2 separate regions of the Sus scrofa genome follow, and region 1 is linked to region 2. The links are chromatin contacts, called in public HiChIP or PLAC-seq maps. All regions are on one chromosome and are shown on one strand. The core of a region is the stretch at or near the end of the contact, and the rest is flanking DNA. Distances in the headings are between cores, read along the strand shown.

The links. HiChIP or PLAC-seq counts read pairs in DNA pulled down with a chosen protein or histone mark.
Region 1: a contact with region 2 is called in an H3K27ac HiChIP or PLAC-seq map of alveolar macrophages. The contact joins the promoter of TTLL11 here to the promoter of GGTA1P in region 2. A contact is called at or near these places in 1 of 47 Hi-C or Micro-C datasets (skeletal muscle) and 2 of 2 datasets of contacts at active chromatin or transcription factors (alveolar macrophages and skeletal muscle).

Annotation. Positions count from the first base shown.
Region 1 is chr1:262,200,865-262,207,818 of Sscrofa11.1, reverse strand. TTLL11 (tubulin polyglutamylase TTLL11) reads left to right here and starts at 3,068. Exons shown (of 11, transcript XM_021068337.1): 1 at 3,068-3,970; 2 at 3,973-4,274. The coding sequence starts at 3,568. It overlaps LOC110256220 (a long non-coding RNA gene), which reads right to left and starts at 3,579. Exons shown (of 2, transcript XR_002337477.1): 1 at 3,507-3,579; 2 at 1,737-3,068.
Region 2 is chr1:261,584,034-261,590,337 of Sscrofa11.1, reverse strand. It overlaps GGTA1P (glycoprotein, alpha-galactosyltransferase 1 pseudogene), which reads left to right and starts at 2,370. Exons shown (of 8, transcript NM_213810.3): 1 at 2,370-2,920.

The DNA.
Region 1 (6,954 bases), core at 1,819-4,318, 620 kb before region 2:
ATTTATCCCCCCCCCTTTCCTTTCCTTTCTTTCTCTTTCTTTCCTTCCTTCCTTCTTTCTCTTCTTTCTTTTACTTCTTTCTTTCTCTTCTTCCTCCCTCCCTCTCTTCCTTTCTCTTTCCCTCCCTCCTTCCTTCCCTTCCTTCCATTGCTTTCCAAAGTTGAGTTGAGACTGAACTCTTGGTAGTGTCTTTTCCCGTATTACACCTCCACTGATACACTTTGGCAGCCCCCACTTCCTGACCTGGGTGTGGCATCTCTTGATTGCATACAGATGCTTGCTTTACACAGCCTTTTTAAACCCTGACACCTCTCCAAGAGAGAAGCCTGTTGTAAGAAGAGTGCCATGGCTTTCAGATTCTCTTGACCTTTCAGGAAAAGTAATTTGAAGTTTGGTGCTTATTCTCTGCCTCCACTGAGCACTTGGAGAATGCATGATGTCAGTTATGTTATTTCCAGCCTAGAGCTTCACGAGTCTGGCCATTACCCTATTACCTGCAGGTAGAGGGTTGTGCATCTCCTCTTCTCCAGGGGGCTGGTGTGAGAGTCTAGAAAGGGAAGCAGGAAATCCATCCTCCAGGTTTAATGCTGATGGCACAGATGCATGGTGCACGGACCCAGGGCCCCAAGACCCAGCATGTCCACACCAGCTTCCTCACCAACTTATTATGTCATACTTTTTATGAGCATCCTGGCCAGTGTCCTCACTTGGCACGGGGCAAATGGAAGCCCAGAGGGCGCAGGGCCAGGCCAAGTCCTCTCCGTGGGTTAGGACCTACCAGTAGGTGACAGCAGGAAACTGTAGCAGAGTGGAAAGAACATGGGCTTAGCACTGAACATGCTGAACTTTGGACTTCAGCCTGTCGCCTACTCACTGTGTGACTTTGGATAAGAGCCTCTCTTTGTCTCAGCCTCAGTTCCCTCACCTCTAAAATAGGCATTGTAATAATTATCAACATTTCTGGACCACTATGTGTAGGGACTCTATGTGTTTTGACTCACTTTTTACACCAGTACTCTGAGATAGGTACTATTATCATCACCCCACTTTTCAGATGAAGACAATAGAGGACAGAGGAACTCTAAGACTTGCCTGAGGTCACAAAGAAGGACACAAATTCCCGGCATTTATGTAGGGGAAAGCCATACTTTCCTCCCTAGGAAAGCTTCAGATGATTAAAATGCTAGGATACACAACAGGGTTTGCCATACAGGTGTGCTCAATGAACAATGGCTATTATGTTCATTCAAAAAGAAACAGTTAACCCAGAACTGCATATGAAGCCTTTTGCTCTCTTATTAGGATTGACCCCCTCCCCCTTGCAGGGACTCCAGTGCTCCCAGGGGGCCCCATCACACCCTGTCTAAGAGGAAGAGGTTTTTGGATCTGAGACTTAAAAATAAACAGCTCACTGAGAAGACAGGGGGCCAATGGCAGCTTGCACTAGGCAGAGCAAGCAACACTGGCAGAAGCCTAGAGGGGCAAAAGTGTGTGTGTTTGCCAGTAGAGCTGGGCAGCAGCTGTTCAGTTTTACTCAGATGTTTGTTGCTAAGGGACCTCCCATGCCCCTCATCCTGCTTCAGTCTCTTCAAACACCGGGCCTCGGGCGCCACCTGGTGGCAGCCTCTGATACTAACAGGGCAGAAACCAACAACAGGAATAAAAGCTGCCCACACCTCGGTCCCCTGAACTATCCCTTCCTGTCTCTTTCCCCGGAAATGGACTTGCTATAAGAGTTATAGAACAGCAATCAAGACACATTTTTATTAGAAAATTGTGTTTTCCAGTTATGAAAACAATGCACAGTCATCGTAGAAAACTGGGAAAACATAGAAAAGAATAAGGAGGAAAGTTGCCACCCTCAACTCCATCACCCAGAGCATCCACTATTAATAGTCTGGTATATTTGAATCCAGTGTTTTTTCTCTGCATGTAATTTTCTTGTAATCCACATAAGCTGAGGCTTAGTGCATATATCTTTTTAGTTATACATACATATACATGGATATGGACCATGTTTAAATACACGTGGCTTATTTTTGTGAACAAAGGCATGGTGTAGGGGTTAGTGTGGGTGTTGGGAGAGGGGTGCTAGTGTCAGACCACCCTGAGTTTGAATGCTGTCTTTGGGTAAGTGATTTCTTTTCTCTGAGTAGCAATTTCCTTCCCCATCTGTAAAATGTGGGAAAAAGAGGACTTACCCCACAGCTGTGGTAAACATTAAATGACACAACATATGCAAAATTAGTACAGCCCCTGGGACAGTGAGAATTCTCACTGATATCAGATTACCACGGAAATCTTAGTCTGACTTTCTGATTCTTAGCAGAAACCTCCAGAAATGAGATGGGTTACTGGGTCCAAGGGTAGGAAGAGCCTCCAGGTTGAAAGAGTTTGCCAAAACTGAGAGAAAAATTTCAACCAAGAGCGCATGTCTCCAGCACCACTGCTGTTCTCATTTGTCTCTCTGTTCTTCCAGGACCTGTTCATGCAAAACAGTCTTTAAGTATCACGATTATTACCAGTTCACGTAATGTTGCATCACCAGGATAATGTTTATCCTAAGTGGCTAAAGCTGTTATTGACATTTGCTATAATTCGCTTAAGTATTTAAGTATTTAATATCTGAGCAGTTTATTTTTCATTCATTCATTTGTTCATTCATTCATTCATTCATTCAAGAAATTGTTATTGAATGCCTACTGCCTGACAGGCACTGACTGGGCATTGGAATTTGCTGGTCAACTGGAACAGGACACTCCTTACTCACTGCATTTGGTCTTTAGCCAGTGAGACAGACCATTACAAGTAAGCAAACAAGTAAAACTCTGATTGAATAAGCTAGACACAAAGGGACAAATATTGTTTGATTCCACCTCTATCAGCTATTTAATAAAGCACACAGAGACAGTAAGATGGTGGTTCAGGGGCTGGGGGAAGGGGCATGGGGAGATATGGGTTAATGGGTACAGGGTTTCAGTTTGAGAAGGTGAAAAATTTCCACAGATGAATGATGATGATGATTGCACAACAATGTTATTATGTATTAATGCCACTGAACTCCATACCTAAAAGTGGGGAAAGTGAGACATTTTATGTTATGTTTGTTTTACCATAATTTAAAAACATGACATAATAGTTAAAGGAATGATTAATGTCTTCGACTCAACCACGAATCTTCAAAACTTCCCCATTCCATTGGGAGCTCCCTGAGAACCGGGATAAGTGTCTCCCCTCTCAGTCTGGGGCCTCTCCTAGGTCCAGAAAGGGATTTCTTCAAATCAGGAGCTGCACCTTGAGGGCCTGGCCTCGTCAAGTCCATCATCAGACTGAGGTGCTCCTTGACGGGGTCGTGCCTCCCTCCATCACACCAGGAGTTATCCCCGTGAGAGTGTATGGGGTGGGGAAAGGGAGCTTCTTGTTTGAAACTGATGTCTCTCAGTCCCAGCCCGGGCCTCACATGCGCCCAACGCCTTTCTACCCCCAGGTTCACCGCAGCTTCTCACCTCCAAGCTCTGCGCGCTGCTCAGGGTGGGCGGGCTGAGGACGCTTCCGCCCTCTTCCAATATGGCCGCCCCCGCCTCTGTGACAGGCCCGGTCACGTGGACAGCCTCGCCTATGAGGTCGCCGGGGCCTGGACGGCGATTGTCCCTTCCCGGGCCCCATCCCGAGTCGGCGACTGCCCTTGTCAACCGGAGCCTGAGCGATCATGGCAACGGGCTCGGGCGGGGAGCGCGTGGCGGCGGCTGCGGCGGCAGCGGCAGTTTGGTCGCGGGCCGGCGCGGCGGAGCGGCGGAGGCGCAGGCGGCGGCACTGGCGTTGGCACCGGCCGTGAGAGCCATGCTGCCGGGCAGCCCCGAGAGGGAGCTGACGGCCTGGTGGGAGGCGGAGGCCGTGGATGCGGCCAAGGCTCAGGCTGCGAAGGACCAGGTCCGTGTGGACCCGGGTGCGGCCGGGGAGCCGGAGCGCAAGGGGGGGAGGAGCAGCCCAAGGAGCCGGCTCCGGGGCCGCCCAGCGCGGCCGAAGAGGGCGATGCCCGCGTACCCCCGCGGCCCCCGCGAACGGTGCCGGTGTCCAGGCCGAAGCCAGCGCCGGCGCCGGCTCAGGGCCTCTGCCCGCACGGGAAGTCCAGGAGCAAGGGCCGCAGCTGCAAGCGGAGCTCTAACCGGTCCAATGAGTATTGCTCTCTGCGGCCCGTCACCGTGGACAGCTCCAAGGCCAGGACCTCCCTGGACGCCCTGAAGATCAGCATCCGCCAGCTCAAGTGGAAGGAGGTGAGGCCCGGCCCGCCGCGTGGGCACAGGGGGGTGGACTGGACTGGCACAGAGGGTCCGGCCGGCCCAGGCCAAGTCTGAGAGCCAAGCTTCAGCTGTGCGCTACACTTGTCAGCCGCAAACTTCTCATCCTTCAAAGCCTAGCCCCCAAGTCACTTAACTCAAGTTGGCTTCAGACCCCTCCGGGTTAAGTTAGCCATCCCTTCCTCTGGCTTCGCTGCAGCTCCATGGTCTCCAGCCATCAGCACTTGGCTCCCTGCATTGTAGATGTTTCTTTATATGTGTGTCTCCTCTACCAGTTTGCGAGTCCCCGGGGCCCTGGACCCTCTTTCACTTCCTATTAAGTTGTAGTTACTTAGCATTTACTATGTGACTCTTGGGGCAGTTGAACAGTTTGTACTTTGGAGGTAGACAGGTCTAGGGTCACCACGCTGCCACTTAGCTGTGTGACCTTGAGCAAGTTGCTTCATCTCTTAAGCCTCTTTCCTCCTTTATAAAGTGAGGCTAATAATACCTATCTCATAGTTTTTTTAGTATCAGAAGACTCACTGCTTATTGTCGTATAGCCCAAGTATGCAATAAGTGCTAACTAATGTTACCGGCCACTCCTCTCTTTCTTCCCACTTCACCATCGCTGTCATGAGTGCAGGCACTGTATTTTGTGTTCCAAGGCTTGGCATACAGCAGGTGTCAGGAAGTGGTGGGTGAAAGGCAAATAAAGGAATGGGTTATTTGTCCCTGACCCACAGGGGGCTGGGATGATGCACCAGTGAAATCCAGAGATATCAGTTGCAGTTGGCTGAGTGGATAAAGCCATTTGACTTGATTTGCAGCATCTAAGGTGATTTAATGTGCTTTCTGGAGCGTCAGGATTGTGGTTTAGGGTGGTTGAATCTGGAGACTTAGACGAGATGATGTGCAGCTGGCAACCTGAGGACACAGGCACTTAGCTCTGGGCCTTGGTTATGGTAGATGTTCAGGAAGGGCTGAATGAAGTGGGAACATGCAGAGAGATGGCCACAGAAGGGATTGGTCAGAGGGTTGCTGTCCCAGCAGAAGGAGTCATGTGGTTTGGAGGGGAGTCAAGAATCAGGCAGGACATGGAGTTCCTGCTGGCACAGTGGGTTAGGAATCTGACCGCAGCCACTCGGGTTACTGTGGAGGTGCAGGTTTGATCCCTGGCCCCAGCGCAGGGGTTAAAGGATCTGGTGTTGTCGCAGCTGTGGCTTGAATTCGGTGTCTGTCCAGGGAACTTCCATGTGCCACGGGTGCGGACATTAAAAAAAAAAAAAAGAATCAGGCAGGGCAGATTCCAGGTAGGGATAGGTTAGCCATTGGGAAAGTCTAATTCCAGGAGGTCTCAGGGATGCTTATTTATTTTCATATTGGGGCTTGGGATTCAGGGGAGGATTTTTATGCCTATGAAACTTGGAGAAAGTGAGGGAGGCTCCCAGGACTAGGTGTCTGGATCCTGGACAGGATCTTGGGTCTAGGCCAGAAATATGAGACCCAGAACAAGATGAACCTGGAGAGCTTGTCAGTACCTTCATCCTAATGAAGGGAGGATCCAGGACTGAGACCAGACCACAGAGTTAGAGAAGGCTGATTGGCCCAGGCAGGGCCTGTGCTTGGCTTGGTCCTGTGGGAGAGAGGGACACGAAGCTGCTCAGATGGCAAGAAATGGAGCCACGTGGATGCAGAAATCAGCAGACACACACGCTGGCTCAACTTTGTTCACTCCTTCTGTGAGTCTGTCATGGATGCTGGGCCCTGAGAATCAGAGATGCTTAGGATATAACCCTGGCCCTCAAGGACCTCCTGGTTCAGTAGGAGACAAGACACAAGGAAGGAAATCATTGCAGTAGTTACAGGGCCTGTGCTACTGCTTCCTGAAATGCTCTTTCTCCAGCTTTTTGCATGGCTTCCTCTGTCCCTCCATACCTCTGATTAAATGCTACCTCCTTAAAGAGGCCTTCCCCCATGATCCCGCCACTGCTGCCTGCCTGTCTTTATTTTTTATTTTTCCATAACACTTAACGCTAGTGACATTTTATTTTGTATTGTATCTTGTCTGTTTTCCTCACTAGAATGTAAGCTCCTTGAGGGCAGGGGCTTTGTGTTATTTACTGTTGTATCCCCAGGTGCTTGCACGCAGAAGGTGCTCAATAAATATTCATTGAATGGATGCACACCTTTGTGATGAGCGTGTCTCTGTCTGTGTAAAGGTGTAAGTGCTGTGGGAGGTAGGGGTGACCACCCCAAGAAGGGCTTCCTGGAGGAGAGGGCTCCCGAGCAGAGTCTTGGGTGCTGAGAACGAGTAGGCATTATTTAGGGGCTGTCGACTTTGGATCCTTGGTAGAGGGAGTGGAATGGGCAAAGCAGAGGTTCCTTTGGGGCCTTGTAGGGCTGGATCCTAGGGTGGGCGGCAGAATGTGAGAGGCGAGGCAGGGGAGGTGAGCAGGGGTCAGGCCATGGGCTGCACTGTGGGATGTGGGCTTTCTTGGGAAGACTCTGTGAGCCACTGCAGAATCTCAAGCTTCTTCCGTTTTTCCGCTTTGCTATTTTGGCAAGTGAGTTCAATTCCTTAGGCCTCGGTTTGCTTATCTGTCAAGTGGGGGTACGTCCAGCTGGTGCAGTGGTTCCCAGTTTGTCTGCTGCTGCACCACATCATGGTAATATT
Region 2 (6,304 bases), core at 1,121-3,620:
ACCTAGTGAACTCCTCCTCCTCCTGGTTTCAGGGTCTCCTGCACCCGTATTTCTTCCTTAGAGCCCTGATCACAATGGTCCTGAAATCACTCATTGCGTGGGTCTTGGTTTAATGTCTGGGCTGCAGACTCCTCCAGGGCTGGGACGCTATCTTTTTTTTTTTTTTTTTTTTTTTTTTGGTCCTTTTGTCTTTTTAGGGCTGCACCTGTGGCACATGGAAGTTCCCAGGCTAGGGGTCCAATTGGAACTGTCGCTGCCAGCCTAGGCCACAGGTGCAGCAATGCAGGATCTGAGCCGCATCTGTGACCCACACCACAGCTCACAGCAACACTGGATCCTTAACCCACTGAGCAAGGCCAGGGATCGAGCCTGCGTCCTCGTGGATGCTAGTCAGGTTCAATAACCACTGAGCCACAATGGGAACTCCTGTGATGCTATCTTGCTTGTTTGCCTTGATGTCCTTCCTCAGTTTGAAGAACAGGGGCTGACAGATAGTAGGGTCCCAGTAAATATCTGTTAAAAGAATGAAGGAAGTTTAGGTAGGAAGGTCTTCGGGACCTGGAGCACCTTGGCCATAGTTAGAGGGATGGTGACCAGAGGTACTTAACTTGCCTGTGCCTTGGCTTTCTTCCTAGAAACCGGGATGTGATCAGAATGTGTATAAGATGAAGTGAGCTCAGCTAGGCCGTGAGGCAAGTGGAGCAAAGCCTGGCAAGGGATCAGAGCTACTTGTTTACCTGCCCTGCCCTTCTGCTCAGTGAATCTTCAGTCCTGCACTCTGTGATGCTCCTGGAGGCTCCAACACTCTTTCCCCAGCAGTAATCCCGTCTTGACTCCACCTCTCCTATGAACTAGTCACCTTATTTCTACTCAGCATATGACACAAATGAGTCTCAGGAAGAATGACTCATAAGGCCTTAAACCTAGAACTCCTGACCCTGAAGCTAAGGAATATAATCTTGAAGGTGTTTTCCAGTCAGTAGAATTGCTAGTTAGATTTGGGGAGCTACATAGTTCTCAAAAGAAAACAAAACTTCCAGACCCGCCGTGTTAATTTGAATTATTTTTATCTTATTGTTACTGAAATAGGTATAAACCTAGAACTAAGAATGAAGTCCTCATGCTCCTAGCTCTGCACACCAACCATAATACCAAAACAAATCTTTTAAGTAGGTGCAATTACAGCCACAAAACCAATAAAATCCAAATTAGCAACATTAAATTAATGCAACTGATGACATGGTGCTGAAATCAAACCTCTTGCATTGAGTCTAATGGTAGCAGAGTGATGTTTTTACATGTTGCATTCCCTGTGTCATCATCTTTTGATTTTGATCCTGATGAGCTATCACTTCAGCCATGGTCAGAATTACCGTCATAATTTTCACTAAAAAAAAACCCCAAAAAACACATTTATTATCCAATTTGATGGGCTGAGCAATTTAAACACTGCATCCTCAAGTGCAATAATGACAACTGGGAAATACTTTGCATAACATCACTCCTTGTGTATTTATTTACTGCATCATTAAAGACCTAGTGCAAGTGAGTTCACCGATGACAATAATGGCGCAGTTTACGCTTTTGCAAAGGATCCATTGTTCGGATTGTCATGGAGCTCCTCATTCCTGAGCTACCCTGTGGGGCTGATGATTCAACTCTCCCACCCTTTAGTCCACTGAACCCATCAGGAAAGTTCATTATCCCAAGCTCCAAGATGTCACCTGGCTCCCTGCAGCCTCTCTGCAACCGTCAAGTATTCAATCAGATCTCTGTTCTTTTCAATCAGGATGAAACAGTTAAAATTATACATCACACTCAGCTTCTGTGCCATTTTCATGTCACAATTCCAATGCCTTAAAATATTTAAGAAACTAATTTCTTAGTCTCTGAAGTCCCGTGGCGAATGATCCTGGCAAAAGCAAGTTCTGAATTTTGCAGCAGTAAAATAGATGGTCCGGGAGCCCAAGGAGTCTTGTAAAGGCTGAGTGAGGGCAGCCGGATGTGCCTACACCAGCTCATCAGAAGTGAACTGTTGTCACACTGGGCACTAAAGCACCAACTCTGAAATATAATTTTTGTTTATGTTCCTCCTAAAATAACTAAAGCACAAACTCTGAAATATAATTTTCGTTTACGTTCTCTCCCTCTACTAATATTCCAGCAGAGAACAGAGCCCGCGCCAGGTGCCCAGTACCCAGCCCCTCATATCCGAAGCTCAGGACTTGGGGGTTTCGGGAGAGAGCGGCTCCAGCGCGTCGGGCTGTAGCTACTGCATCTGTGCTCTTCCTTCCCCAGGAAACAAATGGTGGATCGGACCTCCCAGGCTCTTCGCGCCCCGCCACCCCTCCCCGTGTTAGGCAGGGCGCCAGGGCTCCGGGGCCCCTCCCTGCAGTACTGGGTGATAGACCCCACCCCACCCTCCGGGTCCCTCCACCCCCACCACGTGCAGGCCGGAGAAGGCAAAGAGGCCCAGCCACCCTCACCAGGGAATTTCTTTTCTTTTTTTGCTGGTTTCAGGCTTTTTTCTGCCTGAGTGAAAATGAAACAAACACCCCCTGCGCCTCCCGGCCACCAGACACACACGCGCACCGGCACTCGCGCACTCGCGCCCTCGGCCTCCTAGCGGCCGTGTCTGGGGCGGGACCCGCTCTGCACAAACAGCCGCGGGCCGGGTGGAGCGGGGAGCTCGCCGCCCGCCGCCCAGTGCCCGCCGGCTTCCTCGCGCCCCTGCCCGCCACCCCGGAGGAGCACACAGCGGCCGGCGGGCCGGAGCGCAGGCGGCACACCCCGCCCCGGCACGCCCTGCCGAGCTCAGGAGCACGCCGCGCGCCACTGTTCCCTCAGCCGAGGACGCCGCCGGGGGGCCGGGAGCCGAGGTGTGGGCCATCCCCGAGCGCACCCAGCTTCTGCCGATCAGGTGGGTCCCGCTGGGCGCTGCCCGAGCCCCTGGAGGCCGCGAGTCCCGCCCGGCCCGGGGCTGCGGGCGCCGTGGAGGCAGCGCGGGGAGAGGACAGGCCACCGCGCCGGCCCTGCCCTGTTGCTGCCCTGCCGTGTCCCCGCTTTTGTTCTCGTCGTTACCTCTGTGCTCAACTCTGACCCCGTCTCTGTCCCCATCTTGTCGGGCCTGAGGGGCTGCGGGCTTCCACGGGGTCCGCCGGATGGAGGCGGGAGAGGGGAGGCTCGGGGCGCGCAGAGGAGGAGGACTGCCCGGGAAGTCTCGAAAGGAGGGAGGGGTCTGTCTCCCAATGTGGGGCAGGGGAGGCGGAGGCCTCCCTCGCCCGGGACTAGGTGGGAAGAGGATGCCTCCGCAAGAGGGAACCTGAGAGTGAAGTGAGGGGCACAGAAACCCCTGAGCGCACAGAGAGGGAGAAGTCGGGGAGCTCAGAGAGCGGAGGACCGAGCCCGAAACCCGGCCGGGGGAAACTTTGGAACGCCGAAACTTTGGCGGCGAAGAGGCCCGCTGCAGCGGGGTGACAGGAGGCGAAGGGGTCCCTTCCAGACTTTAAGCCACCACGTTCCCACTCGAAAGGGACACCACCCCGCGTTTGAAAATGGCAGAAAAGCAGCTAAACAGACTGGTTGCACAAACTCTTGAAAGGCGTCCAAGAAACAGTAAAGTGGGGGAAAATGTCAGTGCGCGAAGAGAGAAAGCAGAGCGACTTGAGATTCCCCTATCTTCCCGCTGGCCCGGGAGGGAGGGAGGCGCGGAGACCGTCTGCGGGCGCCGCTCCTCCCCCCAGGAAAGACAAGAGACCCGGACGGTTGCTTTTGTGGCTTTGCTTGTCGTCGTTTGCCCTCCTCTTGGCCCCTGAGCGGGCCTTGTCGCCTTGTTCTTGTGCTTGGAAATGGGTGGGTCTCGGAGCGCTGGACGTGCGGGGACCGGGGGTGGTGGGGGAGAGGGGGAGTCGGGGCCGGGCCGCCTCCTAGCTGGGAAACCCTTTTCCAGGGAGAACCCGTTTCCACAAACCTGAAATAGAGAGACTGCTGGAAGTAAGGAAATGCCAAGTGCGAAGAGGTTGTGTGTGTGTGTGTGGTGGGGGGGGAATGTGGATGCTTTATTGGACTTATGTGCTTCTTTGGCTACACTAAGCACTTTGTACCTTGCTCGGAGTTATTTCTGGGTGCACCTTGCCTCCCCTACCAGATGGGGTGGGGGGGCAGGTGCAGATCCTCTTTATTATTACACTTGACAGATGCACCACGACTGGATAAGACTGAGCTAAAAGAGGCCCTAGGGTTTACCTGGTCAGGGAGATTTCAAACTTTGCCCCTGGGAGACCTAGGATCCTGGCTCAGGAAACGCCAAGGTGGAGGAGGGGAGCTAGCCGGCAGGGCTCCGACTCTGACTCTTCCTTCCTTCTTTCGGACAGAACCAGTTTGGTCCTGCCTTGATCTCTTCTATAGATTGGGAAACACCAGAGGCTATTTGTTTGGGTTTTTTTTTTTTTTTTTTTTTTTTTTTGACCACTCCGCAGCACATGGAGCAGGCCAGGGATCAGATCCGAGCTGTAGTTGCCACCGAAGCCGCAGCTGTGGCAATGCCAGACCCTTAACCCTGTGCCTGGCTGAGAACAAACCTGCATCGCAATGCTCCCAAGACATAGTAGCTGTTTTTAACTCTTTTTTTTTTTTTTTAACTCTTGACTTTTTAGGGCCACACCCGAGGCATATGGAGGTTCCCAGGCTAGGGGTCTAATCGGAGCTGTAGCCTCTGGCCTACACCACAGCCACAGCAACGCCAGATCCAAACTGCATCTGCGACCTACACCACAGCTCACAGCCACACTGGATCCTTAGCCCACTGAGCGAGGTCAGGGGTCGAACCCCCAACCTCATGGTTCCTAGTCGGATTCGTTTCGCTGAGCCACTATGGGAATTCCAGAAGCTGTTTTTAGTATCAAATTCTTCAGATCCAGGCTGCTCTGGCCATTTTTGGTGGATAAATGGAATCTAGGGGTGTGCAAAGTGATTTGGGCAAGATCCTGAGGTGGCCAACCCTTGGCAGGAAACTTGTCTCCTTTGTCATAGGTCATAGGTTTTCCTGGCCCTGATGGCTCTGAGTTAGCGACTCGACTCTTAGCACCAGCCCACAAAGACTCTGGGTTCCCAGGACCACCTCCCTATCCTTCAGGGAGAAGTAGCCCGTGAGTCTCATCCTCTGGGCTTTTCCAGGCCGGCAGTGGGCCTTGCACAACCAAGTTGGTTTCACAGGCTGAGGTCAAAAGAATTAGGTTTCCCAGAAACTAATCAGCACACTGCCTCTCTCTTAGTCCAGCCCAACAGGGTTGATTGTGTCTCATCAACCCATTTTGTAGTTGAGGAAATGAACGTTCAGAGAGGCCGAGTAACTCGATTATGGGTGCTCAGCAGCTGGAATTTAAATGCAGCTCTATCTGGCTCTAAGGCTTTTGCTCTTTCACTGCATCATTTCTGATGACAGCTAGAAAATGGCTATGGACAGAGGCCATCAGGATGGGGGCAAGGGTGAGCGGAGAATGGCTGAAAGGGGGCTACATTAAGGGGGGCTGGACATTCGTATAGATGCATACATAGCACAAATATAATTTATATTTGAACTGAATGTGTTTTTGCCCTTTAGAGTCTCTTCATTTTCGTTATTTTATTGATACTTCACAAAATTATTTTCTTTTCCTAATGTTTTAACTGAAGTATAATTTCCAAACAATAAAATACGCAGGTGGTGAGGGTTGGGTTCCACAAGTTTTAGCTGTTGTTTGCACCTTTGAAGTGGCCACCCGAAATAAGATATGAAATCTTTGCGTCATCCTAGGAAAGTTCCCATTTCCTATCAATTTTCCTTCGCCTCTTCCAAGCAACCATTTTCTCACTTTCTTCAACATTGATTAATTTTGCCTGCTCTTGGACTTCACATAAATGGAATCACACTGTATTTCTCTTGTGTATCTGGCTTATTTCCCTCCATGTAATATATATATAGTTTGTGAAGCTTACCTGTGTTGTTGTGTATGTTGTGAAATTCACCTGTGTCTTTCTTTTTAGTGCTGAGTAGTATTCTATTCTAAGGCTATACCATCATTTGCATATTTATTCTCGTCTCGATGAACCTTTGGGTTATTTCTAAGTTGGGCTATTATTTCTTGTAGAAGTCATTTGTGGACCTTTGTTATCACCTAGGATTGAAATTGTTGGGTCATAGGGTGTACTGTTTTAGATTCCCCAGCAATGTATAAAACACGATTATTCCACATCCTCGACAGTGTTTGTGTATTGTCCATTTTTTTTTTTTTAGTTCTAATCTTCTTTTATTTCCAGGAGTGTT